Linked DNA regions of Triticum aestivum: region 1 is linked to region 2. Evidence: chromatin contacts called from public Hi-C data. All regions are on one chromosome and are shown on one strand. The core of a region is the stretch at or near the end of the contact, and the rest is flanking DNA. Distances in the headings are between cores, read along the strand shown.

Region 1 (4,187 bases), core at 414-2,913, 150 kb before region 2:
ACTGTTGAGGAGATGATCTACTTTGGTTATTTCCTACTTGCAAAAATGATAGAACAAAACACATTTTTGTAGCCTAACGCTAGCGAAAATGTTTTATAGGCATGGCAAGTCAGAATTTGCAGTTGCTTGTAAACAAGGGGTCAAGGTAAAAGTATGGCATCCACTATCTTGTTTCCATATTTCTTATTGATTTATAATTCAACAATGTAAATGAATTGATATTTCTTTTAAGCATTTCAACAAGGTGATGAAGTAACAAATTATTGCAAAGGTAATCAAAAGGCCAAAGTTCTTAGGCTAACCTTTGCACATCCTTCTGCAATCTGTGCAAGCGTGATGAGCGCAGCATGGTGCTTCTGCCACTCTGGAGCAGAAAGATACTGTGGAAGCAGCTCAGATGCAATCGGCACAACTGCATTCCCACCAATGGCAATGGCAAGACGGTCAAGGCACTCCTGCGCCACTCCATAGTTGTTCCCTTCACCTGCATCTTCATCCTCAGTTTCGGCGGTGTGCCAGGCAGGGTCGTCCTCTACATCAAGCAACATCTGCATAAGTACTTGGAAGAGCCTGCCAACAAACTGTGGGAGCCGGCGCATCATTCCTGGTGCACGCTCCCTGGCCTCAGCAAGAGTAATCACAAACTCGACAGCCAGGTGCCTAGTTCCATCCTCCAACTGTGCAGCTTCAGCTATTTGCAGCATCGCTCCTGCCACATCGGCAATCTGTCGCCGGAGGAACCTTGGCTCTGCACCAGCCAGCTCCACAAGCAGCTCCAGTGCCTCCTGTGCAGATGCCTCCTGGGACGAATTCAGGCAATCGGTGAGCGCCCTCATCATCGCAGGCAGCAAGTCCTGCATCTTATCTCTGTCCGCGTTAGTGGGCAGGCACTGAACGAGATTAACGGCGGCGCTCAGCGCGGCGATGCGAACATCAGGCGACGTCGGGTGCGCCAGGGCAGATGCTAGAAGGTTGTGGATGGTCATCAAATGGTCGAGAAGAGATTCGGCGATGTAATCCGCGAGGCGCGCGAAGATGAGCAGCGCCGACTCCTGCAGGTTGGGCGCCTCGGGGGTGGAGGCCGCGCGGAAGAGGAACGGCAGCAGCTCGGCCCATGTGTTCTCCGGGAGGAGGAGCGTGGCGAGCTCGGATATGGCGTCGCAGACCTTCTTGGCGATGGGCTTGGGGGGGTCGGACTGGAGCGCGGCGAGGAGGTGGGCCTTGAGCGCGGCCTGGCCGTCGGGGGAGAGGAGGGGCCAGAGCGGGGGCGGCGCGGCGGAGGAGGAGTCGGAGGAGGCCGTCGGGGAGAGGAGCTTGCGGAGCAGGACGGCGGCCATGGCGCGGAGCTCGGCGGGGGTGGCCGGCGCTGCGAGCGAGGAGGCGAGGCGCAGCGCGAGGGGCTCCGGGTGGGAGCCGCGGAGGCGGTGGAAGGCGGCCTCGGCGGCGGCGCGGTCGGCGTTGGAGGCCGACATGAGCGTGGAGAGCAGCGCGTCGAACGCCGCCGGGTCGCCGCCCAGCAGCGCCGCGGCCGCGGCCTGGTCTTCGGCGGACGCCATCGGATCGGGCGCGGGCCGAGGCGGCGGCGGCGGCGGGGCGGCTGGCTAGGGTTTTGCGGGAGGAGGAGGCGGCGGGAATGTGGAGGGGAGGGTGGACAGGGGACGGGCGGGGGAGACTCGGGATGGGTTTAATAATATATGGGTAGGGTTTGGGGAGGTGCGGCTCGGGGGCAGGGGCGGGTGGGACAGAGGCAGAAGGAGACGAGGACGGAGGGAAGGGGTTTGGTTTGGTTTGGTTTGGTTGGGCGGGGGCGGGTCGAGCTGGATTGGGTCCGGGAGGGAGGGAATTCAGGTTTTGGGTTCGCGGGATTCCTTGCTCCTGTCTGCCTTGCCGCTTTTGATTATTCCGTCGATTTTGAGTACTATTGTCGACCGGCGTTGAGATGATTTCGTTCCTTCCTTCCTTCGCTTGCTTCTCCATCCAGGTCGCGCCGGGGTCTGGGTTTTACTACTGGCAGCGAGGCCGCTGTGCGGTGCGCGAGGTGAGCTGGGGATGGAATGGAAGGGAGTGATTGGCCATTGATGGGTACAGGCAGGCGGCCAGGTTCCGTCGCGCACAGCCTCATGATTGATCGCGTGGTGGGTGACAGGGAACACAACTGGCGCCTCCTAGGTGGCTAGCTTTGGGGATTTCTTTTACTACCTCGTTTTTTTCAGCTTTTTCTATGTGGTGCTTTTTTTTGGCACGAGAAGGATAAATTGCTTTGTTCTCAATACTGCAAGTCTAAAATTTGGCTATCAAAAACGGTTCTTGTCAATCTCTAGAATAGTTTTCAATTTTGACGACGTTTGATTCGGTGAAATGTTGGCATCAAAACAATTAGCCTTGAGATCCTCTCACGGTGTCGAGACTACGGTGGAGGGACGTCCAATTCACATTGTTGTCTGTGCGTCATCAAGTAGCAGCCTCGAAGTTATTTTGACCCGGTGTTGGTGTTTTGTATCAGTAGTGTTGTCGAGCGACGATGTATTTGCTCGGTGGGGCGTGCGAGTGGCGGATCAAGACGGCGAGGCACAGGGCGGGGGGTTTACCCAGGTTCAGGCCCTCTAGGAGGTAATACCCCTACTCGTGTCTCAAGTTGTTTATATTTCTTGATAGCTCGTCGAGGATCGTGAGGATCACTGAAGAGTTGTGGCGCACGAGTTATAAAGCTCTATTCATGGATGCGGAGACAACTGACTTGGGTGACTTGGGTGGCTCTCTATATCTCTAGGGTTTTCTTCCTCGTCTGTCTCATATCTTTGATAGAGTTGGGGGCACATCATTCACCTAATGGGCTAAGGCCAACCCTCTAGAGCCCACAAGCTCTCGGGGTCTCTTTGTCCTTCTAGTTACTGAATCGACTGTCCTCCTCTCCGGGCCCACTCTGAGTGGAAGTAGGATGTTTCCCTCATCAGTAGCCCCCCGAGTTTCACAAGTCCTTCCTACCGGGAAGCCATGCAGGACTTCTTAAGGTCCCGCAAAAGAAAGAACACGGACGAGAATGAGATGTGATAGTTGATCATCGCTTTTCCTTCAAGGCGAAGGCGCTGTGGAGGTTTTTGAGCTACTTCGGGAAAAGCTTGGCAGTATTCGATGGCTCCCAACGGATGGGATTCCGGCTACTGGCTCGTTGTAGGGCATACCACGAAATCGGTTTGAGTTCTGGGTGACGCTTGTTGGATCAAGATTGTCGGTTCCAGCTTGTGCCCCAGAGGTTTGCCCCAACATTTTTGTCATCAACCGAGCTCCTAACCACAAAGGCGATGCCCCTTGATCGGGGTACATCTCCCGACTCCAAAGGGCACATTGTGACCACCCTTCATCTGTGTGTACTTAGACAATTCCGACTAGGGTTTGATATTACAAAGAGATGAACAGGGTGTTGGCGATGATGATGATGAAGATCAATGATGGAGCCTCCTTGATTCGATTGATAGTTTGGTGGTGCCCTTCTGCTAATTCTCGTTTGGGGTCCCTTCCAGAGGTGAGGCTTTTGGGCTTTGGAGAGTGGTTCTGATATCACTGTCTGTCTTTTACTAGATTAAAAAATACGACGTTGAAGTATGATACCTTACTTGCATTGTTCTGAGTTTATAAATTCATATGAACTTGGAAAATTTCAAATAAGATATTAGAATGTTTAGGAAATATCACCTATATGTGCATGTCATTTTTATCCATGAAAAGTTAGTGTTTATACCTTTTCAGGTTTAATAACATTAATGACATCAATAATCTCGGGTAGTTTAAATGATATTTTATCCTAAATGCAAATGACATGCACAAAGAGGTAATATTTATTTGAATATTTTGATATCTTATTTGCATTTTTTGGGGTTCATATGAATTTTCTAGGTAATTTTCAAATGGTCAAAGGGCATTCGGGTGACCTCGAAGGCAAATATAAGGACAAAACTGAGCGTAGTCAAAAATTAAGGGCAAATCCCGTGGTGGTGCTGAGTAAATAGGCAATTTCTCGATTAAATTAATCTAGGAAATAATCATGATCGTGGCATTGACAGAATTAACAACATACTGATTACAAATCAAATAAGCACATATCACAGTAGACACATCTACCCATAATGCTAGTACGGCTAACATAGAGATAAACAGGAGAGGGACAAGCGTGTTATACCCTCCAGTCG
Region 2 (4,441 bases), core at 1,408-3,907:
TAGAAAAAACATAAGATTAGAAGGTCAAAACATCTCAATCCTGCATGATTTTGGGTTGTTTAATTGCAACATAGGAAAAACAAAGGACTCTAAGTAGGTCAAAGAATTTCTTAGAGAAAATTTCTATATATGATTCAATCATATGAATCGAATGACCAACTAGGAAAAAATTATAAGGATTAATCCCCTAATACTGCTATGCAAATCCTTTGAATCAAAGGAGCCCTGAGAATTTTAGATATTCTCTTCCGGCGTTCATTTCACCCGATTTCATTTTTTTTACAGTTCAACCGATGTCATGCTGCAGTGTGAAACGCATCTCATTCACAACAAAGGAAGCTCCGTTGGGCTAAAAAAAAGCCCTACTGTCCATGTGACATCTCCAAATAAGCAATTATAAGCGATAATGGAGAAATTCCAGGAGGAAAAAGTAGAAGTTGATTGACACAAACAACTTGGCATTACTTTAATCAAATCAAGCCCCAGTACAAGCAACTCATTTGGCGAATGGGTCCCATGAAAAGGTCCAGCTTTGAGGAAGGTACAACTGCGCATTGGATAACATGACATGCCGTCCACTTCACATTTACAAACAAAGAACAAATTGACAAAAAAATGGCACTGCTGGTAGTATTCTCCGCACAACCACACAACAAAAAGGAAACACCATAGATGCTTTAGCTCACTTACATAATTTAGTTTGACACGTTTGATATGAATGGAAGGTAATGCTCGGAGTTGGCACACGCAACGGCGCGTACGCAGGCGCCGCTTCTTGCCGGCCCCTCACCGAACCATGTCGCACATTCCCGGGCGCGTGCGGCACCAGAGCGGCTGGATGGGCTCGGCGCGGATCCCTCGCCCCACCATGCGGTGCCGCCAGTCGTTGAGCCTGTCCGTGGCCTCCGCGTACCGCTTCCTCCCGGACGCGTCGCGGTTGCCGGACCACAGCGCCTCCGCCATGGCCGACGCCCGCGGCCAGATCCTGGCGTCCAGGACCGTCGAGTCGGCCTGCTCCGTCCACAGCGCCACCTCGCCGCCGATGACCAGCTTGGCCTCTTCCGCGGTGAGATTGTACGCGATGTCGTAGTCGTACACCCGTTGCCACGTCTTGAACGGCCCGCACCACGAGCCCCCGTCCGTCTTGTAGTCGCTCCTCTGGTCGTCGTACACGCTGTTGTTCCCGACGAAGTCGCCGTGGCCGCAGTCGAGGTAGTAGAAGGACGCGGAGGAGACGATGGCGCGGTACCCGGCCTGCACGATCAGCTTCGTGTTGTTGGCCCCGTTGTTCCACGTCTGCAGGATGGTCGTCGCCGGCGGGATCACCGACGAACTCACGTTCACCTCCAGGTCCAGCAGCACGTCCTCCCAGAACACCACCGTCCGGTTCTTGGACACGACGTGTGGGTGCACCGCGCGCACGTAGTGCTCCAGGAGCTGGCTCAGGGTGCCGCCCTTCTCCATGTCCGCCTGGATCGACGGGTCCGTCTCCCAGCATCCCGGGGTCACCTCGTCGGCGCCGGCGTGGTAGAAGCCTTCCGGGAAGAGGGAGGTGAGGTCGTTGATGATGTTGGTCATCACCTCGTACGTCTTGGGCTCCAGCGGGTTCAGCTGGCCGGACCCCGGCTCGGCCGCGAGCCTGGTGCCCCAGTCGCTCGCGTCGGGCAGCCAGAACTTGCCCGCGCAGGACACCGCCTCCGGGTACGCGCCGGCCCACGACGCCGTGTGGCCTGAAAAGATTAGCTCGTTCATCAACTGGGCCGTGTTACCTTAAAAACTGGGCCGTGTCAGCACATTGCTTAGTAGGCCGAATGGGAAAAATAGCAGCCGTGTCAGCGTGCTTAATTACCCGGCGCGTCTATCTCCGGCACGACGCGGACGCCGCGGCTCATGGCGAACTCGACGATGCGCTTGACGTCCTTGACGGTGTACCTCATGTCCTCACCGTACGCGCCCATCTCCGCGAGCATCGGCTCGGACGGCAGCTCGATGGGGAACGACTGCGAGTCCGTGATGTGCCAGTGGAACACGTTCATCTTGTTGGCCGCCATGGTGTCTATCGTCCGCAGGATGTCCACGACGGGGAAGTAGGTCCTCCCGGTATCGAGCATCAGGCCCCGGTGCTGGTACAAAGGCTTGTCCTCCACGCGCACGCCGGCGGCCACCAGCAGCTCCCCTTGCCGGCCCCTCCACGCGAGCTGCGAGAACGTCTCCAGCCCGTGCATGGCGGCCCATACCGTGGCAGCCGTGATGGTGGCCACGCCCGTGGGGAGGATTTCCAGCGCGTAGGACTCGTCCACGCCGTCCTGGAGCGGGGCGGACAGGTCGGACACGGACACGGTCAGGCTCTGGAGCGCGGGGCCCCCGGCGGTGACATTGACCGCCGGCCGGACGATGGGCCTGTACCTCTCGGCGAAGAGCAGCGCGGTGTAGCGCTGCGTGGCGGAGACGAGGTACGGGCTGTTCCCGGACGTCCCGACGATGCGGAACGACGCGGACACCGGCATGGCGGCGAGAGGCTCCGCCCAGGACATGGACGTCGGCTTGGGCCAGACATTGACGGGGAACGACGACGATGCCTGGGCGCGCGAAGGCAGCGGCGAGCTCAGCAAGGACAGGAGCAGGACGGCGGCGAGAAGGCCCTTCTTCGCCGCCATTTGTGGTTTGGCTCGAGCTGCTCTGTACCGCTGCACCGTATGATTGGCAGATGCCTTGATGTTTGGGTGTATGCATCAATGTGCCATTCGATTTATATAAGGCGTAGCTTAGCTATGTGATCAACGGCATGGCTCGGCGTGTTGTTGTCATCTACGCGCGCGCTTATCGCAAGACTCCAAGTGGCTCTTTCAGGGCGCCTTGGCGCTACCGTTCGTCCATTTCTGAAAGCTCCGGTTTCGTGGCGTTTTATCTCATATACGATGCCGGCGTTCTGCCTTATGTATGCCGGTTAGCCAGCGATGACTACACGTTTTCTATTGGGTTTCTCGGCCTAAAAGATGTAGTGGAACGGCTGCAACGGCAGTAGTAGTTTACTAATAGCTGTACAAGTTTAGGCGGACGTAATCCCTAATCAGGCAGTGTACGGCCTGCTGATTGTACTATAATAAGATCCGTAGGTGAACACTATAACACGTCGGTTATTTTAATGCCGCCACAGGTGCAGTAGGGCTCGAGCAGTGTGCATGAGCCATATGGTGGTAGACGAACCAGACTTGGCTTTATTTTAGCAACTAGCCTTATTGGTTCAGAACGAAACAGACACAAAACGAGCACCAGAGTCTTTAACTACTCTCACGGCTGTGTTTGATTCTCATGATCTGCTGCCCGGATTTGCTATTTCACAAGCGATTGAAAAATAGTTACACGTCGATTTGGGGTGGTAAAGAGGGGCGCCCCTATGTCTCGCCTGCGCGAGACAGAAGGAGGTCTCGCTTCAGCAGACGCCCGATTGGGCCTCCCAGCGCGGACAAGCCTTCAGGGCTTTTAAAATTCTTTTTTATATTTTTCGTTCCTTTTTTGTTTTACTTTTTTTATTTTACTTGTATTTATAATGTTGTGAATATATCTATTCAAAAATAAATTTATATGCAAAATTTGAAAAACATTAACCCGCATTAGAACAATGTTAAACGCGTATGAAAAATGTATCTAATGTATAAGAAAATTGTATAATGTGTATGGAAAATAGACATCAAAACATATGTATTTGAAAAATGCTAAACGTGTATATACAAAATGTACCTGATTATACAAAAAATGTACAATGTTTATGGGAAATGTAGACATAAAAAATATATGTTAAAACAAATATTAATTGTGTATTTGAAAAATGGTATACGTGTATATAAAAAATATTGCCGATATATATAAAATGTACAATGTGTATGTAAAAGAATAGACATCAAAATATTAAATGTTTTAAAAATGTGAATCATGTATTTGTAAAATGTTAAATGTGTATATAAAAAATGCTCCTAATGTATTAAAAAATGTAAAATATGTATGCAGAAAAGTGGACATAAAAAAATGTCAAAAAATTTCAAAAGCGGTCGGACTTCATCCGTCGGGAACCCATTGCAAATGACGCTTGAATCCAGCGATAGGCGTGTCGTTGTTGCCTCGCCGAAGGTCGTGTGGTCCGTCTGGCGCCCCAATGCGATGGCAGAGGCACAACCCCTTAGTTAGCGCGCCGAGTCGGAGGTGAACGCTCGTACCCATTGCCCATCTAGCGGGGAGGCTATGGTGCGGCGTGCCCGCCGTGCGACGCAAAGGGCGCAAGATGCCATGACAACCCTCACGGCAGATGCCGACGAGTGATGTCTGCTAGAACTACGTTGGTATTTCCCCAAAGAAGAAAGGATGATGCAGCACAACAACGGTAGGTATTTCCCTCAGTGATGAGACCAAGGTTATAGAACCAGTAGGAGAACCACGCAACACC

What was found. A called contact is a pair of places that touch in the nucleus more often than the background predicts.
Region 1: a Hi-C map of leaf shows a contact between it and region 2, with 5 times the contacts expected there. The contact joins the promoter of LOC123044456 here to the promoter of LOC123041089 in region 2. A contact is called at or near these places in 2 of 5 Hi-C or Micro-C datasets (both in leaf) and 1 of 1 datasets of contacts at active chromatin or transcription factors (leaf).

Annotation. Positions count from the first base shown.
Region 1 is chr2B:219,572,224-219,576,410 of IWGSC CS RefSeq v2.1, reverse strand. It overlaps LOC123044456 (importin-5), which reads right to left and starts at 1,663. Exons shown (of 20, transcript XM_044467194.1): 1 at 303-1,663. The coding sequence starts at 1,556.
Region 2 is chr2B:219,424,566-219,429,006 of IWGSC CS RefSeq v2.1, reverse strand. LOC123041089 (beta-hexosaminidase 2-like) reads right to left here and starts at 2,657. Exons shown (of 3, transcript XM_044463788.1): 1 at 1,850-2,657; 2 at 1,414-1,730; 3 at 461-1,254. The coding sequence starts at 2,657. The coding sequence ends at 787.